2 separate regions of the Mus musculus genome follow, and region 2 is linked to region 1. The links are chromatin contacts, called in public HiChIP or PLAC-seq maps. All regions are on one chromosome and are shown on one strand. The core of a region is the stretch at or near the end of the contact, and the rest is flanking DNA. Distances in the headings are between cores, read along the strand shown.

Region 1 (7,946 bases), core at 3,205-5,704:
TGCCTTAGGGATGTTACAATGTTCTGGGTGCTGACCCTATGCAGGCATTGCTCTAAGCATCTGCGGCATATGGATTCAGCTAAGCCTCGGAAGAATGCTAAGACGGATCTAATTTTTTTCACCTCATTTGGAAGGGAAGGAATCTGCATCTCAGAGAGGCTTGGCAACTCGCCTGAAATCACCCATGACTGAGACCTGAACTCAAGCAGCCAGCCCAGGTTCCTGTCCTAACCCATCCTACATCCCATTCAACATCCCGTTCATTCCTGGTCCTGCTTCTTGGCAGAGAGCTCCTCCCACGCTCCCAGCAAGAGGGGGAAAGCCTGGCTATCAGATGCTTGGGTCTGTGGCTGGAGACCAGCCGGCTGGTACCTAGTTTGAGGTGCAGGGTGGGCCCATTCTCAGCCAGGGCGGCAGCAGGGGTGGCGGGAAGTGCAGGTGGGCTGTTGTGGAACTCCCAGCGCTTCATCTGCAGCTGCTGTAGCCAGTAGAGCATGGCCTGCTTGGTGGCAGCCTGAGAAGCACAAGCATTGGTTAGTAAGGTCCCAGGCCTTAGGGTAACACTAGGCCTGGCCTACAGAGCTCACGGAAGGTTCAGGAACTCTGTCCACTCTGTGTGTGTGTGTGTGTGTGTGTGTGTGTGTGTGTGTGTCTATATTCACTTCTCTAATGGCACTCAGACTGGAGAGATGGCTCAGCTCTTCCAGAGGTCCTGAGTTCAAATCCCAGCAACCACATGGTGGTTCACAACCATCTGTAATGGGATCTGATGCCCTCTTCTGGTGTGTCTGAAGACAGCTACAGTGTACTCACATACATAAAATAAATATGGCCGGAGCAGGGGCCTGGAGCAAGCGGGGCCAGAAACAAACAAACAAACAAACAAACAGAATCAGGCTCTGGTTTTCTCCTTAGGGACTCCTCAATGTCTCTGTGCCTCTGTTTCCTCAATTGCTTTGTGGTGATGTCAGTCACTACTTTCCCAACTGATGGACTAAACAGCTGTTTTTACATCTGTCAGCTTTCTGGATCTTGTAGGGAGAAGGCAGGAGTGACCAGCCTTTTCCCACAGATGGATATAAGTGGCCCAGGCCCCAGAAACTAGGTCTCTCAGTTGAAAACTGGAAGTTTATTTTAAATATACTTTTAAAAGTACAAGCCTTGGTGGGCTTAGATGATGGGTGGCTTGCTGGAGCAGACAGCCTCAAGGCTACGAAAGGGTGGCAAAGGCTACAGAGCAGCCAGGGCAAGCTCTCTCTTTCAGAGAGGTGTGACCTGCATAGGGAGAGAGATTGTCACCATGAGCTTCAGCTGTCAACATGACACAAACTAAGACTCACCTGGGAAACTGTGACTTAATCAAAGGATGGTCTAGATCATATTGCCCTGTAGCCATGTCTGTGAGGCATTTTCTTAGTTACTGATCCATGGAGGAGAGCTCAGCCCACTGTTGGCGGCGCCATACCCAGGCAGGCATGTCTAGGTCAGTGGTTCTCAACCTTCCTCATGCTGCGACTCTTTAACACAGTTTCTTATGCTGTGAGGACCTTTGACCATAAAATTATTTTTATTTTTTTTTTAAAGATTTATTTATTTATTATATGTAAGTTCACTGTAGCTGTCTTCAGACACTCCAGTAGAGGGCATCAGATCTCATTACAGATGGTTGTGAGCCACCATGTGGTTGCTGGGATTTGAACTCCGGACCTTTGGAAGAGCAGTCGGGTGCTCCTACCCACTGAGCCATCTCACCAGCCCTAAAATTATTTTAATAGCTACTTCGTAACTGTAATTTTGCTATTGTTATGAATCGTAATGTAAATGTCTGATAGGCAACCCCCAAAGAGGTTGCAACCAACAGACTGAGAACCACTGTACTCTCGGCTTACACAGAGGAGGCTGAGCAAGCCAGAGAAAGCAAGCCAGTAAGCAGGGTGCCACTATGGGCTCTGCCCCCAGGCTCCTGCTTGAGTTCCTGCCCCCCAGGGAAGGACTATGGTGTGTAAGGAAGCCTTGCCTTCCCCAGATTGCTTTTGGCCATGGTGTTTCTCAAGGAAACAAACTCAACTAGAACTCTCAAGTTCTATGGAGTCCCTTGGCCTGCTACTCAGATATCAATGAGACAGACTAATATCTACCAGTCTTTTCTGTCCGCACTCTGTTCCTCCGACACTTCCATTTCTCTTAGGCGTCACCACAACCCGATAGACCCCAGACAGACACAAGCACCTCGTTTTACTCCTGAACTCATTCGACATGTTCGACGGAGACCGACCCTGTGACGGGCAGGCCAGCACTCGAGAGGCAGCCCTTAGATCTAACCAGAGTTTACTTCAGATGGCACGGGTCTGGATGTTTTCTTCACCGTGAGGCCTCTTCTGTCTGCGCTATTGCAACCAGGCCACCTGCCAATTCCTATACCCTGCATCCACAGGCCTAACATCTCTGTCATCTGCATTTTCTCCAGGGCCACAGCTCCTGCTCAGCCACCATCCCCTCCTGGGCTCTCTGCTTACCAGCTTCTCCTTATCCCAATTTGCTCTCTGCCCAACAGCCAGGCTGAGCTCTCTGAGCACTCTAATCTCATTGTACTCTCTTAGCTTAAGGCTCTCAGACAGCTTCTACAGCCTAGAAACAAAGTCCAAGGCCCTGGCCTCACTCCCCAGTGTCACCCCCTTCACCTCCATCCTTTGGGCACCTATGTATGCCAGGCTCCTGTTGCTTGCCTGTGACTCGTACTTACACTATGTTTCCCACCTGTCTGCCTATGCTCTCTCAGCATCATCGTCTCTCTCCCATCACCACTTGTTTAAAGTGACGATGTCTTTCTGAAAAGCTCCCCTCCTCATTTGGAGGAGCCGATCCCTCTGTCACCACACTGTTACTGTCCAAACTCTTCGCAGAGTCTCCATGAGGCACTTACCCATGCCTGCCAGTTTCCCCATCACACCTCGAGCTGTTTGAGAATGCGGTGCAGAGTTGAGCAAGTCTGACTTGATCCACACCCCAAAGCCTAGCACAGAGCCAGGCATATGTATGGACTAACCAAAAAAATAAAAATAAATAAATAAATCATGTGCTGAGGGACCCTGACCAACAGCACTTGTCTTGTGGAAGGAACACAAGACCTAAGCCCACATGACCTCTAAAATGTCCTTTCTTGTTTAAAAATTGGATTCCAGCCTAGCCAACTGGCCACACTGCCAGGAAAGGAGAACTACACCTCCCGGCATCCTAGTATCTGAACAGCTGCAGGTTGAGGACATAGGGAGACAGAGACCAGGCAGTGGAAAGAAAGACCTTCATCCTTGCACTCCTCTGCCTAGAGAACTAACCTAAGCCCACATCCATCTTCCCAGACAGGTAACAGGACACTTCCCCTTAACATGATAGATAGGTTCTGACCTGTGGCTCCATCACTCCGTGTGTGCATACGTGTTTATTCAAAAGGCATTTACTAAGAACTCACTAGTTCAGGCATGCCTGGATGAACAATCTAGGCCCATCAGTGAACTTACATATTTTCCTTCCTAATCCCTACCCATGTCTGCATTCCCTCCCGTTGGCCAAAACACCAAGATATGAATCAGATCCTGGCCTCAGCGAGTGCAACCACAGTACCCTGACTGCTTCAATACCAGGTTTGATAACAGCACTGGAAGATTCCAAAAAGTGAGCCACAGCATTGTAAATGCCTGGGCTGGGCCATTCCCTTTTGTCTATGAATCAGTTTCTTAATGCATAAAAGGAGTCCCTCACCCTTGCCTGTGGGAAGGCAATAAGGAAATGGTGTGAAAGCTAAGTGGGACAGCTCCAGGCTCTGGGGCACTGACTGGATGGTGATCACCGTCCGGGTTAATTTGCGGTGGCCATGCATTGGCCCTGAAAACTAGCTCGAGCTGTAAAGTGCGGAGTTCCACTTACCTTGAGGGTAATAACCCGGCTGGGAGTCTTGATTTCAAAAGTGCCCTCCTCCTCAGCGTCCGCCTTACAGTCAAAGACCGCACTGGAGAGATCGATGCTGTCCAAGGGGTTTGCATCCTGCGCGGTGCGCGAATAATACAGGTGGCACTTCCTCTCATCGTAGAAGAACCAGCGGCATTTCCAGCCCTTGATGGGTCCTTTGCCGCCAAACTTACTTAAATACCCACAGAGTTTCTTAGGGACCGTGTCTAGAGGCCGGGCGCAGCCCTCCGAATCCCCGGGAGATACCACCTCGGGCTCCCTGGCCAAGCCCGGAGGCTGTGTGGACTCCGAGGAAGAGGGAGTGCGCTCGGGGGCGTCCTCCATCGCTGCTGGCCCGCTGCACAGGCCTGCGGCACTGGAATGCGGGAGGTCCGACGGGCACCTGGGAACCGGCGATACCTGGCTGGGGCGGAGCCGGTCCGGTCCAGCCCCTAGAAGAAGGCGGAGAGCACCCCTGCCGGCGCCGGAGAGAGCGCCTTAGACACTTGACAGCAAACTCAGCGCAGGACGGCAGGCCACGCCCCTGTCACGCGAGGACCGCCCCGGGTCCCGCCCACCAAGCCAACTTCCGGCTTTTCCTCCGCGCTGTCGGCCATGTTGCTTCGTTCGCCCGCGGCGCGTGCGGGCGCCTCTGTTTAAAAACAAGGCTTTTTCTTTCTCCGAGGCGCTTTAAGCGTGGGGAGGGATGCAGGAAGCCAGGCCAAGCTACGTGGCCGTGGGGTTCGCGTGGAGGCGCTGGAGCATGGCGTCCTCTCCAGCCGCCACTCTACGGGTGCCGCGCGAGTCACCGCGGGACGGCGCATCGCGCAGCCATTGGCCGAGCGCTCCGTTTCCGATCCTGAACCTAAAAGTTTGGAAGTTTTCCCAGTCACCTCCCGCGATCGCTCTGGTCGGACACCACCTCCTCCACCACCCCTGCCTCGGCTCGCATTTCACCTTACAGCCCCAGTCGCCTTACCTCGGGCGCCTTGTTGCACTGGCGGGAACGCGGAGCACCGCGAGGACAGAGCAGAGCTTTAAATAGCAGGGCTAGGATCCAACTGATTCCCTCAACCTCCTGCCTCAGTTTACCAAAGCGCCCCGAGGCGTGTTTCGCCACTAGATCGATACACCTTGTTCTGGTTCACCTCTCTTCTGGAGTCTCATCTTTCTTGCCGGTTACTTTGCCCGTCACCTCAACTCCCTTGTGCGATCCGTTTACAGGCAAGGGTTTTTTAGTGGAAGTATGGCAGTAGCGACCCTCTCTGAGTACCTGTATATTTTTAAGATTCTCTATCGTTGAGCGACTTTGCTAAGGTTTTCTCACATAAGGATGGGCAGGGCTCACACCTACCCTTCCCTCCACAACAAGAGAATTTATGGTGAAACTAAGGAGCCCTCCTAGACTTGGAGAGGCCACTGGGCGTTGGATTTTGTAGATGGGGAAGGTTACAAATCAGTATTGTCTACTAAATACCAGGCGCTCGCGCGGGGGCGGGGGGGTCTTTTTTATTGGAAACAGATTATTTTCTCATCCCAAATCAACATTGGCCATCGTACCTCTGTTGATAATTTTGCATTTTTAAGAAATCCTTCAGTACTTCCTTGATCCACACCTGTCTATCCTCAGAACTGTTTTTGATAGTATGCCCGAAGCTCCAAATACAGAAGGTAGAAAAGGGTGAGTCTTCATTAAATGTTGGCTGCAACTGAAAGTCAATAAACGACTTAAAAGCTGTAAGCCACCAAGAGGACAATAGGGTGTTTAGCAGAATTCACACCACTGAAAACTGGAAAATGCTACAATTAAATTATTGTTTAAGACAGGATCTCATACAGCACAGGCTGGGCTCAAGCTTGCTGTGTAGCCAAATATGACTTTGAATTTTGAACAGTCCTGCCATTGGCAGCAGAGCCAGACACAGCAGCTGTGAGTTCTCGCAAACCTTTAGGGACCACAACCCACATGAAACTGAATCCTCACCTGTATTGCAGAGACGAGCTTGCGGATGAACCAGTAAGAAGCAGATCGGAGTGTTTTAAAAAGGTGCCCAGGAGACCCTAGAGTATGAGTGTGGACTTCTCACAGTCTTACTTTAGGGACTTAGCTCTAGCCATATGTACTATTTTGGTGGCTTCAAGTGACATCTCAAAGGATTACTAAGAAATTTTATTTTGGACCTCCTTTCCAATAGTGAGAGACTGGCTCTGGAGGTACCTTGGCTGGAATTACAATATGATAAGATAAAGCCAGGATCAATTAGAGTTACACAAGACACTTAGAACATCTCTTACCCCAGAGGGGCTTTCTAGTAAGATTCCTAAAAAATTACAGGTTTACCAATAGGAAGAGAGAAAGGCCTGAAGCAGTTGTTCCTCATCTTGATATTCTCAGCAAGCAAGAGACTTCAACCAGACTCAGGAGTGAAAGGCTGCTTCCTGTAGCTGAATAATTTTCCCAGTTTTTTACCTTGCTACCCTCTTGAGCCCACTTCCGAACTGTTGAGATTATAGGAATGCACCTCCGTGCCTGGCTGCAATGGGCTTTCATACTGCTTTCAGACTTTACAAGAGTCAGTAGAAAGGAAATAAGTTCCAAGAATTCTGTGATAAGGCTGACTCTCGTAGAGAACATCCAATCTCTTATGTTCCAGGTCAGAAAGAGATTTTTTTGGTTTCCATAAAGAATCTGCAAATACCTTGACCACAATGACATAATGTGTGAAAATAATACAGACAAGTTAGTCTTGGGCTGTGTAGATGGCTGGGGTCAAGGTGCTTGCTGCTCAAGCTGATGACCTACCTGAGTTCTGTCCCTGGTCCCACACGGCAGAAGGAGAGAACAGACTCCAAAACGGTACCATCTGACCTTTGTGCAAGCACACACACACACACACACACACACACACAATGTAATTTTTAAATTAATGACAATTTCTTTCAAGCCTTAGGAATAAAATCAAATTCCCTGTGTAACTAGGTAAAGGAGGACATGGTGTTGTCGGGGTGCTCAGTGGATAAGTCGCTCACTGCAGCGTCTGACTGAGGTGACTTCAGTCCCTGACTCCCACAAGGTAAATGGAAAGAACTGACTCCTACAGCCCTCTCACTGACACACCCGAGCCATCCACGGGTGCACCCACATCCACATACCCTCCCACCATTTAAGTTTAAAGGGTACAAGTGGCCATTATAAGTAATTGGATAGGAGAGGGGAGAAGCCCCTAAAACACTGTTCTTACCAGGAATCCCCACTCAGGTAAGTCACAAGCGTTCATGGACTCCGCTATTAGAATTTTAGCACAATCACAATTGTGAGCTTTGGGAAGCTGTTCAATTTCTCTAGATTGTAGTATTTTTGATTTGCAAAGTAGATCTTTAAAAGTCAGAAAATCCTGGGGTTTTGGTTTTGTTTTGGAACAACATGGGTGAATTTGAATATTTTTCTAAGTGAAAGAAGCCAGGCTCAGAGGGCACATATAAATTAGTTAACTCATAGAGACCAAGCTCAGAACAGCTGTTGTCAGGGTTACAAAGGATGGATCTTAAGTGACCAATGAAGTCCAGAAATTAAAAAAACAAAAAAACAAAAACCCTTTTGCTCACCTAATTAACATTGCCGAATTAAAATGAAAACCTCATCCTAACACAGGGTTTCCCCTTATACTTTTATAAATTGCCATTTTCCTATGTGCAACATTTGTCTCATCTCTATCCAGGGGCAGCTCTTTGTCCTCCAGTACAAATAACCCTTACCCCTTTCCCTCACCTATTTTTTTCCCCTCTCCTTTGTTCTCTTCTTCTCCTTCATCCTCTGTCTCCAGTCTTTGTTTCATATTCCCTGCCATTTTCCCCTCTGGGACAAATAAATGTCCTGTGTGTTGAGGTTTGTGTCTTGGGGTGTGTTGAGCTGGTTTCGAGATTCCCTACACTGTTAATGTTTATGATATGCTAAGTTTATAAGTACTCTTCTCATGTTTATATTCCTGTAAATAAACACA
Region 2 (7,946 bases), core at 3,560-6,059, 91 kb before region 1:
AGAATCTTTTGCTGAAAGCCTGACTGCTCTGGGCCTTTATCTTTGTTCTCTGGCTCAGAGCCATGCCCTCATTTCTGCCCTGCAGGTTTCGCAGGAAATGCCAATTGTCAGGCAGGTCTTGGGCTAACCCTAGGCAAGCTGCCAAGAGGCCATTGACACCACACCCTCACCTCCTGTAGAGTCTGTTGCTTCAGGGCTAGGTTGACCATCAGAGCTAGGCTCCTCTGGGGCCCCCAGAGCAGAAGTCACATCAGCCCACTGTCTTCCCACTCAAGACCCAGGGCATTAGTGACATTAGTTGTCTGAAGCTATTGACTGGGCTGCTAAAAGCCTGTCCGGAGCGACATTTATAATTAGGAGGCCGCTTTTACCTTTTGGTCCATTAGATCAGCACTCAGCCAGGGAGGGGCTTCTGGTTTACTGGGACACAAAGCTTTAAGTCAAGGGTGACAGTGCTGCCTTTCTCAAACCCAAGCCAGGCTTGGCTGGTTACAGGCGCTGGCTGCCAAGCCTATATAGGACTACAAGCCAACAGGGGCTGCCCTGAGGCAGGCAGAGAGGGTAGGAAGTTAGGATCCCTACAAGGTACAATGAAGGGTGGGGGTGGGGCAGCTACAGATCTGGGTCTGGGGATGGGGAGAGCTGTATGGTGGGCCTGGGGAGCATTGCTCTCCCTACTATAAGAAAGGGAACTGCTTCAAGCTCCTCCCAATTGCAGAGTGGAGCCTGGGAGGCCTAGGTGGGAGGAGAACAGAGAAGTCACAAGGTATAGAGCAATTTAGCTGACTCCTGCTTCCTGGGGTCGAACCTCTGCTATCCCGAGTTCATTACTGTTCAAGCTGGGTCTCTGAGCTCGGCCCAGGGCCTTGGCTTCTTCCTCTACAGAATAGGGGAAGTGAAAAAATTCACTCACAGTGTGTGTGTGTGTGTGTGTGTGTGTGTGTGTGTGTGTGTGTGTAGCCATTTGCAGTAAGGGCTGAGAACGTGCCTGGGCATAAGGCTCTCCACACCAGCCTGCATCGATCCATCTGAAGCCATCGCAACTATCCATCTACAGCTTTGTAGGGTGCTGGGGAGGGAACCTGGGTGTCATACATGCTAAGCTGCCTTTACTACCACTGGGCTACACCCAAAACACACCCAACTTTAATTGTTGCTTGGTATGTTCCAAGGCCCAGGGATATACTTAGTGTGAGAACAAACTGTTCTAATGGTGGGGGTAAAGTCAAATACACACACAGACACATACACAGATAGACAGACAGACATACACACACACTTACCTACCAATATACACATGTACACATGTGCATACACACACACAAGCACATACATGCATATATGCAAATGTGTTCATACACACATGCATATACTCATGCATACATGCAAATATGTTCATACACACATGCATGTACTCATGCATACATGCACACAGAAGACACACAGGCAGGCATATGCATACACACACACACATATATATACACACACACATACATGCATACATACATAATACATACATACATGTATACACACACATATGGAAAGACAGATATGCACACAGATAAACACACATACATATACACACAGACCCACACACAAACATGTACTCAGGAACACAGACACAGACAGACAGACACACACACCCCTTCTTCCTACACCAGTTTAGGAACCCAGTGAACTGTCCTTTCCATTTCTTCTAGACCAGCACAGTTATGGCGATCATTTGGACTCTCAGGCCCTGGGCCCCTTTGATCTGGTTCCGCGCATCAGTGTCTCAGGGCCTACCTCCTGGGCTCTGTCTGCGTTCTCCTTTCTTCTACACCTCACCCAAAGTCCACATCCCTCGTACCCTGGGAGGCTCTGGTACAGCCACCCTTTCTGTTCCTGTTTGGAGGCCCCAGGCAGCTTCTGCCCACAACTTGCCGTTCCCCTTTGTACCCCAGCAGACTTCAGTTACCAAGGCTGCAGGGTAGGTTGTGAAACTCACCCTCTGGCCTTCTTCCAGAGGCTCACCTCTCCGTGCACAGGGGAGAGGCACCTTGCCTGAGGTGGCACCCTTTCTGGGCCTGACACTCTGGCAACACCTAGGACAGAAGGCTGTGCAAGCCGCAACCTCGCCTGCACTTTCCGTAGGGGCATCAGGGCTCTGTTGCTTTCACTCACCCTTGTGCCCACGCTTCTCTGGGCCTGGCTGCAACCTCTGAACCAGTGAGAAGCCAAGCATAGACAGCCAGTGCGTTGCACCAGTGGGGAGCAGGGTGTGTGTGGGGGATGAGAGTGTGGGGGTCTGGTGGGGGGTTAGGAGAAGATCAGGAGGCTTTCTAGCCATGCCCAGCTCCAGGCTTCTCATCTATAGCTCATCCAGCCCCAGCAACCCATCAGGAAAGGGGGTAATACTTCCTATAAGCAGACTAGTGTAGGTGAGGCTCCAGGATGCACAAATACCCCTACCATCTAAGGGGCTGCCGTGTGGCTGAGCTCTAGAATACAGGGCACTGTGGGTTCCCATCCCTTTCTCTGCCTTTAGAGTGTATTCAGAACTACTGGATGTGGCCAGGGGTGGTGGCATATGCCCGTAATCTCTGTCTTTGGGAGGCTGAGGCAAAGAAAAACACACACTTGATGTTAGCCTGGGCTACATAGGCTAGCCCTAAAGATAGATCCTGCCCTAAAGATAAAAGAAAAGGAAAAGAAAGGAAAGAAGAGGAAGCAGGCTGTCCAGGTAAATTTGTACTTCAGATCCTCAACAAAGGTGGCTCACACCTGTATCTGAAGCACTTGAAGTGGAGGCAGGAGGACTGCCTCCACTTCAAGGCCACCTGGGACTACATGGTGAGTTCTACTTTAGTTTGGCAGGGTATAATCATATCACCCACCCACCAAAAAGAAAGAGCTGCGAAAAGTCTAATTTGTTTTGTTTTAAAGATAAGGTCTTAATATGCAACCCAGGCTGACCTTAAACTCTGAGCAATCCTCCTGCCTCAGCCTCTGGACTGCTGGGATTCCAGGGGTGTGCCACCACACCTACCCTGCAGTTTCTGAGAACTTTACGTTCACAGCTACCTCCTGATCCAGCAGCTGTCTTCAGCACTCACCCAGGAAGTGACTACAGAGAGACAGCTTCACTCAGAACAGTCCTGGACTGGAATCAGTCAGACGCTCGGCTTGCTTGCTTGGTTGTGGGACATGGTCTCCCTGTGTCACCTGGGTTAGGGCTTCTCTTTCTGGTTCAGCTTCCCAAGTGCTGGGATTACAGGGGTGGACATTACTTTTAGACTGCCAAGAGGTGTGTGTGTGTGTGTGTGTGTGTGTGTGTGTGTGTGTGTCTGTGTGTGTGTGTAGGGTTTTGGCCCAATGCCTCCTGTATGATAGGAAAGAACTCTCCACCAGCTTCATCCCTACCTCCTACTAGGTAGCATTTAGTGGGTGAACGGCTAAATACCCATTTAAGACAGCAACCGAGGCAATAGAGAAAAACACAGGAAATTAAGGGCACATGAGAAAATAGTGAAACCCCTTCATGATCTAGTCAGCCAAGAGTCAAGAAATGTCAAAAGAAAAAAAAAGTATGAAGCCAAATTGCCTACAGAGATAATTCGAGTTTTCTGGAAAGCATCTCAAATAAGGATGTTAAAGTAACAAATGGAAAGAAAGGAAGAAAGAAAAAGAGAGAGAGGGAGGGGTGTGGTAGTATGTTCACACCTATAGTCTCTGCACTTGGGAGACAGAAGCAGGAGGCCATTCTGGTCTACACAGGGAGTTCCAGGTTATCTAGGGTTCAAGCCAAGCCAAGCCAAGCCAAACCAAACCAAACCAAACCAAACCAAACCAAACCAAACCGAACCGAACCAAACCAAACCAAACCGAACCAAACCAAACCAAACTGAACCAAACCAAGCCGAACCAAACCAAATCAAACCAAACTAAAAAAGCAACAAGCTGGGCATGGTGCACATCTTTAACCCTAGCCCTCGGCAGGCAGAGACAGGATCTTTGTGAGCCTGCCTGGTCTACATATGAGTTCCAGGACAGTCAGGTCTACACAGGGACCCTGTCTCAACACCTGGGAAAACAAAGCAGAACAAAACAAGACAGGAACAACCAGTGAACTCTGTGTATTTAGGGCCAGAATGTGTGTGGCCTTGAGTTTAATGTATCAGTGTTCTTTCATTTTTAAACAGTATACATGAGAATTTCATTTCCAAGAGAAAATTCTTTAAGAAAAATAAATTACCCAGCTCCTACATCTTACTTAGCTTTCAGCTACAAATTTAAGCTTCGCTTCAACTTTAAATCTTGCAAATTACATCCTTTGAGGGCTGTAATGGCCCAAGATCATATACCCGGCTGCTGTGAAGAGAGGCGAGGGTAGGTAACTTTCTCTGAAAAGCATGCACCCATTGTCAGGCCTGTCCTGTCTTCTGGTAAGCATCCAGCCTACATAGCTTACAAGCTCCCTAACTCTGCTTCTTCACTCTGCGGGAGAGGAAGGTCAGCCATCTCTGAGAAGAGGTCTCTGGGAGGGGGAAGGGAAGTCCTGAGGCTGCTTCTAAGTGGGCTGTGCCTCCCTCCGTGCCTCTGCTGACCCAGCAGCACCCTGGATGCGTGTCCAGAGAACCACACTCCTGAGTAAAGACAAGCACATTCAGATGCAGCTCACAGCCCCCCCCCCCCCCCCCCGGATGGATAGGCGCTAAAGGCTTCAAACGCAGAAGGCTGCAGAATTGATCCTCTTTACACAGCCTTAAAATGATAACAGCGATGAAATGAGGAAGAGATCGATGCTAGTCAGGGGTCAAGGAGGAAGTGGGGTGTCGAGGAATGACTGTGTCGGGAGGGGCAGGGAGAGGTCTGTGGGTGGCACGTATGCCCAATAGTGACCTGGACATCCTTATCAAGCTTGTGACACTGAACTGCAGTGCTATCGGCAGTGGGTAATCAGTAAAAAGGCACCCAGGATCCCACTGTATTATCTCATGCACACGCTTATGAATCTGCAAGTATCAAAAGTGACAAGTGCAAATGAGTGCTTGCTTCCAGGATCATAAGGGATGAGAGACCCACTTCCTTCACACACGTGCTGAGGCAGAATTCGGTGCACACACACACACACAGACACACACACACGCCAAAGTTCTGGGCACTGGAGAGATGGCTCAGCCATCTGAGCTGTTCTTCCTGAGGACCCAAGCAGTTCACAACTGTCTGTAACCCCAGTTCCAGGGTATCTGTCACCCTCACACAAACATACACGGAGTCAGTACATCAATGTAAATAAAAATTGAAGAATTTAAAAAGGAGTGTGTGTAGTTAGCCTGAAATACTCTAGATGGGTGTCAGAAGTGCTGGCAGCTCTGGGGTAGGCTGGGACTGCAGATGCCCTAGCTGCCCCTGAACCTTATCTTTATGGTCCCACAAAGGTGTGACTAGGCTCACAGGTGGCACTAGCAGTTGTGCCTGCGTTCATGGACGTCTGAGACTTGTCCTTGAGCTATGTGTGAGATTGCAAACAGCCCAAAGGCCGATAGGTGTGACGCTACACTCCTATAGTTCCAGCACATAGGAGGGTGGAGACAGCGGGCTCAGAGGGCAGGTCAGCGTGGGCTAGGAGGTCGTTTTAATTAAAGAAGAAAAAGAACGCAAAGGATTCATAAATCTTATCTAGGACCAGGCTGAGTTTCAGCTCCGGTGGCTTCCCAGACTTTCTGAGGCTCCAATCACCTTCCCCACAGTCTCAGCACGGCTCTGCCATGCTCCTGCTCGGGAGACGTGAACACCCCTCATGCCCAGGTCTTAGCTTCTGGTTCTGCTTCGCCTGGACACTTTCTTTAGAGTTGAAGCCATTGTCTAGGGGTATCTTCCCAAGAAGGCCTTCCTGGACCGTCCTGTGTGAAGCAGGCTTGTTCCCTAACCCATGTCATCCCTCATCACATGAACTTGATATCCATTGTCTGAACACGCCAGGATTCTCATCAGTAGGTTCACGCAAGGTAGAAAGAATCCGAGTAGGAAAAACCAGGAACCAACCAGTTCATTCTTTTTCCAACCCTGGGAATCAAACCCATGGCCTTGTGGACTCTCCTAGCCAGCCACATCCCCTGCCCTAATTAATTCCTTAATGAGTGAACAATGAAACTCGTTTGGTGGACAGAACCTTTCAGAGGTGGTCAGGGCTTGGGAGAAGGTTGTGGGAAGCGAGGAGCATCCGGGCCCCTCTACCTCTGACCTGTAGACAGTCTTCCAGCAGTGACCAGAAAGTCTCACTTTGACTCATTCTCCTCCAGCTCGTAAACCTTCGTCTCCTTAGAACGCATTTTTCCGTGTCTCGCCCTGGCAGTCAAGGCCCTTCTCAAACAGCCTGGTCTGCTTCTCCAGGGCTTTTCCCTGCCTCGCTTTCAAAGACTGCTCATGGGTTCCAGTCAGACTGTGGTTCGGATTGTTCCCTGAGGACCTCACAGCTCGGTCAGGCCCTTCCTTCTACCATGTAGAATCACAACTGCTTAGCAGCATAAACAATGGTTAAGTGATGTGTTCAGTCAGTGGAAATCTGTGAGTCAGCAAACCCGTACAGGAGTAAACAAAGCCTGAGCCTCTCCCACCATTTGAGGAGGAAGGAGCAGAAGCATTGAGAAGCCAGGGCACAGAGGCCCAAGCACAAAACAGGCCGTGCGGTGCATCTTAGGAAAGGACAATGAACTGGGCCTGTGAACAAGGGAGGTGGAGGCAGGAGGATGAGTTCAAGGTTCACTTTAGCTACAGAGTAGATCTCCATGAACATGGGACACGTTTCTGATTAATTCACATCACCTTCTACGACTCCTTCAGTAATGCTCTGTGATTTTCTCCTACGTCTGGCTTGTTCATTTATAGGAGTGTTTGTTATTATTGTTGTTCTTTTCTTTTCTTTTTTTTTTTTTTTTTTTTTTTTTTTTTTGGTTTGTTGAGACAGGGTTTCTCTGTGTAGCCCTGGCTGTCCTGGAACTCACTTTGTAGACCAGGCTGGCCTTGAACTCAGAAATCCGCCTGCCTCTGCCTCCCAAGTGCCGGGATTAAAGGCATGTGCCACCAACGACTGCCTGTTGGTTTGCTTTTTTGAGACAGGATCTCACTATGTAGCTCTGGCTGTCCTGGAACTCACTATGTAGATCATGTTGGCCTTAAACTCACAGAGGACCCACCTGCCTCTGCCATGCTAATACTGAGATCAAAGATATGCACTACCATGCCCACCTGCATCCTAGGTGCTCATCTGTAACCCCAGCACCTGCATCCTAGATGCTCATCTGTAACCCCAGTGCCTGTATCCTAGGTGCTCATTTGTAATCTCAGCACCTGCATCCTAGGTGCTCATCTGTAACCCCAGCACCTGCATCCTAGGTGCTCATCTGTAACCCCAGCACCTGCATCCTAGATGCTCATCTGTAACCCCAGCACCTGCATCCTAGGTGCTCATCTGTAACCCCAGCACCTGCATCCTAGGTGCTCATCTGTAACCCCAGTGCCTGCATCCTAGATGCTCATCTGTAACCTCAGCACCTGCATCCTAGATGCTCATCTGTAACCTCAGCACCTGCATCCTAGGTGCTCATCTGTAACCTCAGCACCTGCATCCTAGATGCTCATCTGTAACCTCAGCACCTGCATCCTAGGTGCTCATCTGTAACCTCAGCACCTGCATCCTAAGAGATCAGAGGAGAAGACAGAGAATCACCAGATGCTGGATGGCCAGCTAGCCTGGAGTAAGCTGCACAGTGCTAGAAACAATAATGAAGACCCTGCCTCACCTCAGGGGTGAGAACTGACTCCTGGAAGTTGCCCTTGGATTTCTACATTTGCATTGTGGCATGCATGTATGCCCCCATAAGCCCCCACAGAGGAACACACACACAACAAATATACAAACAGCAAAAACAAAATAAGCAAATTTTCATTTTGATTCCCCCCTT

What was found. HiChIP or PLAC-seq counts read pairs in DNA pulled down with a chosen protein or histone mark.
Region 2: a contact with region 1 is called in an H3K4me3 HiChIP or PLAC-seq map of bone marrow-derived macrophages, with 2.9 times the contacts expected there. The contact joins the enhancer-like site here to the promoter of Tbc1d2 in region 1. A contact is called at or near these places in 6 of 39 promoter capture datasets (the C10 cell line, hematopoietic stem and progenitor cells, liver and 3 more), 3 of 15 datasets of contacts at CTCF or cohesin (the G1E-ER4 cell line, large pre-B cells and pro-B cells), 51 of 484 Hi-C or Micro-C datasets (B cells, the Ba/F3 cell line, the C10 cell line and 34 more), 13 of 115 datasets of contacts at active chromatin or transcription factors (the HPC-7 cell line, acute myeloid leukemia, bone marrow-derived dendritic cells and 6 more) and 6 of 9 other capture datasets (adipose tissue, bone marrow-derived macrophages, embryonic stem cells and 3 more).

What each region holds. Positions count from the first base shown.
Region 1 is chr4:46,645,745-46,653,690 of GRCm38.p6, forward strand. Tbc1d2 (TBC1 domain family, member 2) reads right to left here and starts at 4,455. Exons shown (of 13, transcript NM_198664.3): 1 at 3,925-4,455; 2 at 373-514. The coding sequence starts at 4,290.
Region 2 is chr4:46,554,017-46,561,962 of GRCm38.p6, forward strand. All of the region lies in intron 2 of Coro2a (coronin, actin binding protein 2A), which reads right to left. Among named protein-coding and RNA genes, the nearest start is that of Trim14, 22 kb to the left of the region's middle. Within about 2 kb of position 4,810, at least 37 of the 459 cell types and tissues checked have an H3K27ac peak or open chromatin away from gene starts, as enhancers often do. A contact at or near this core is called in the Ba/F3 cell line, the CH12 cell line, ECoMG-derived neutrophils and 9 more, where this site is marked.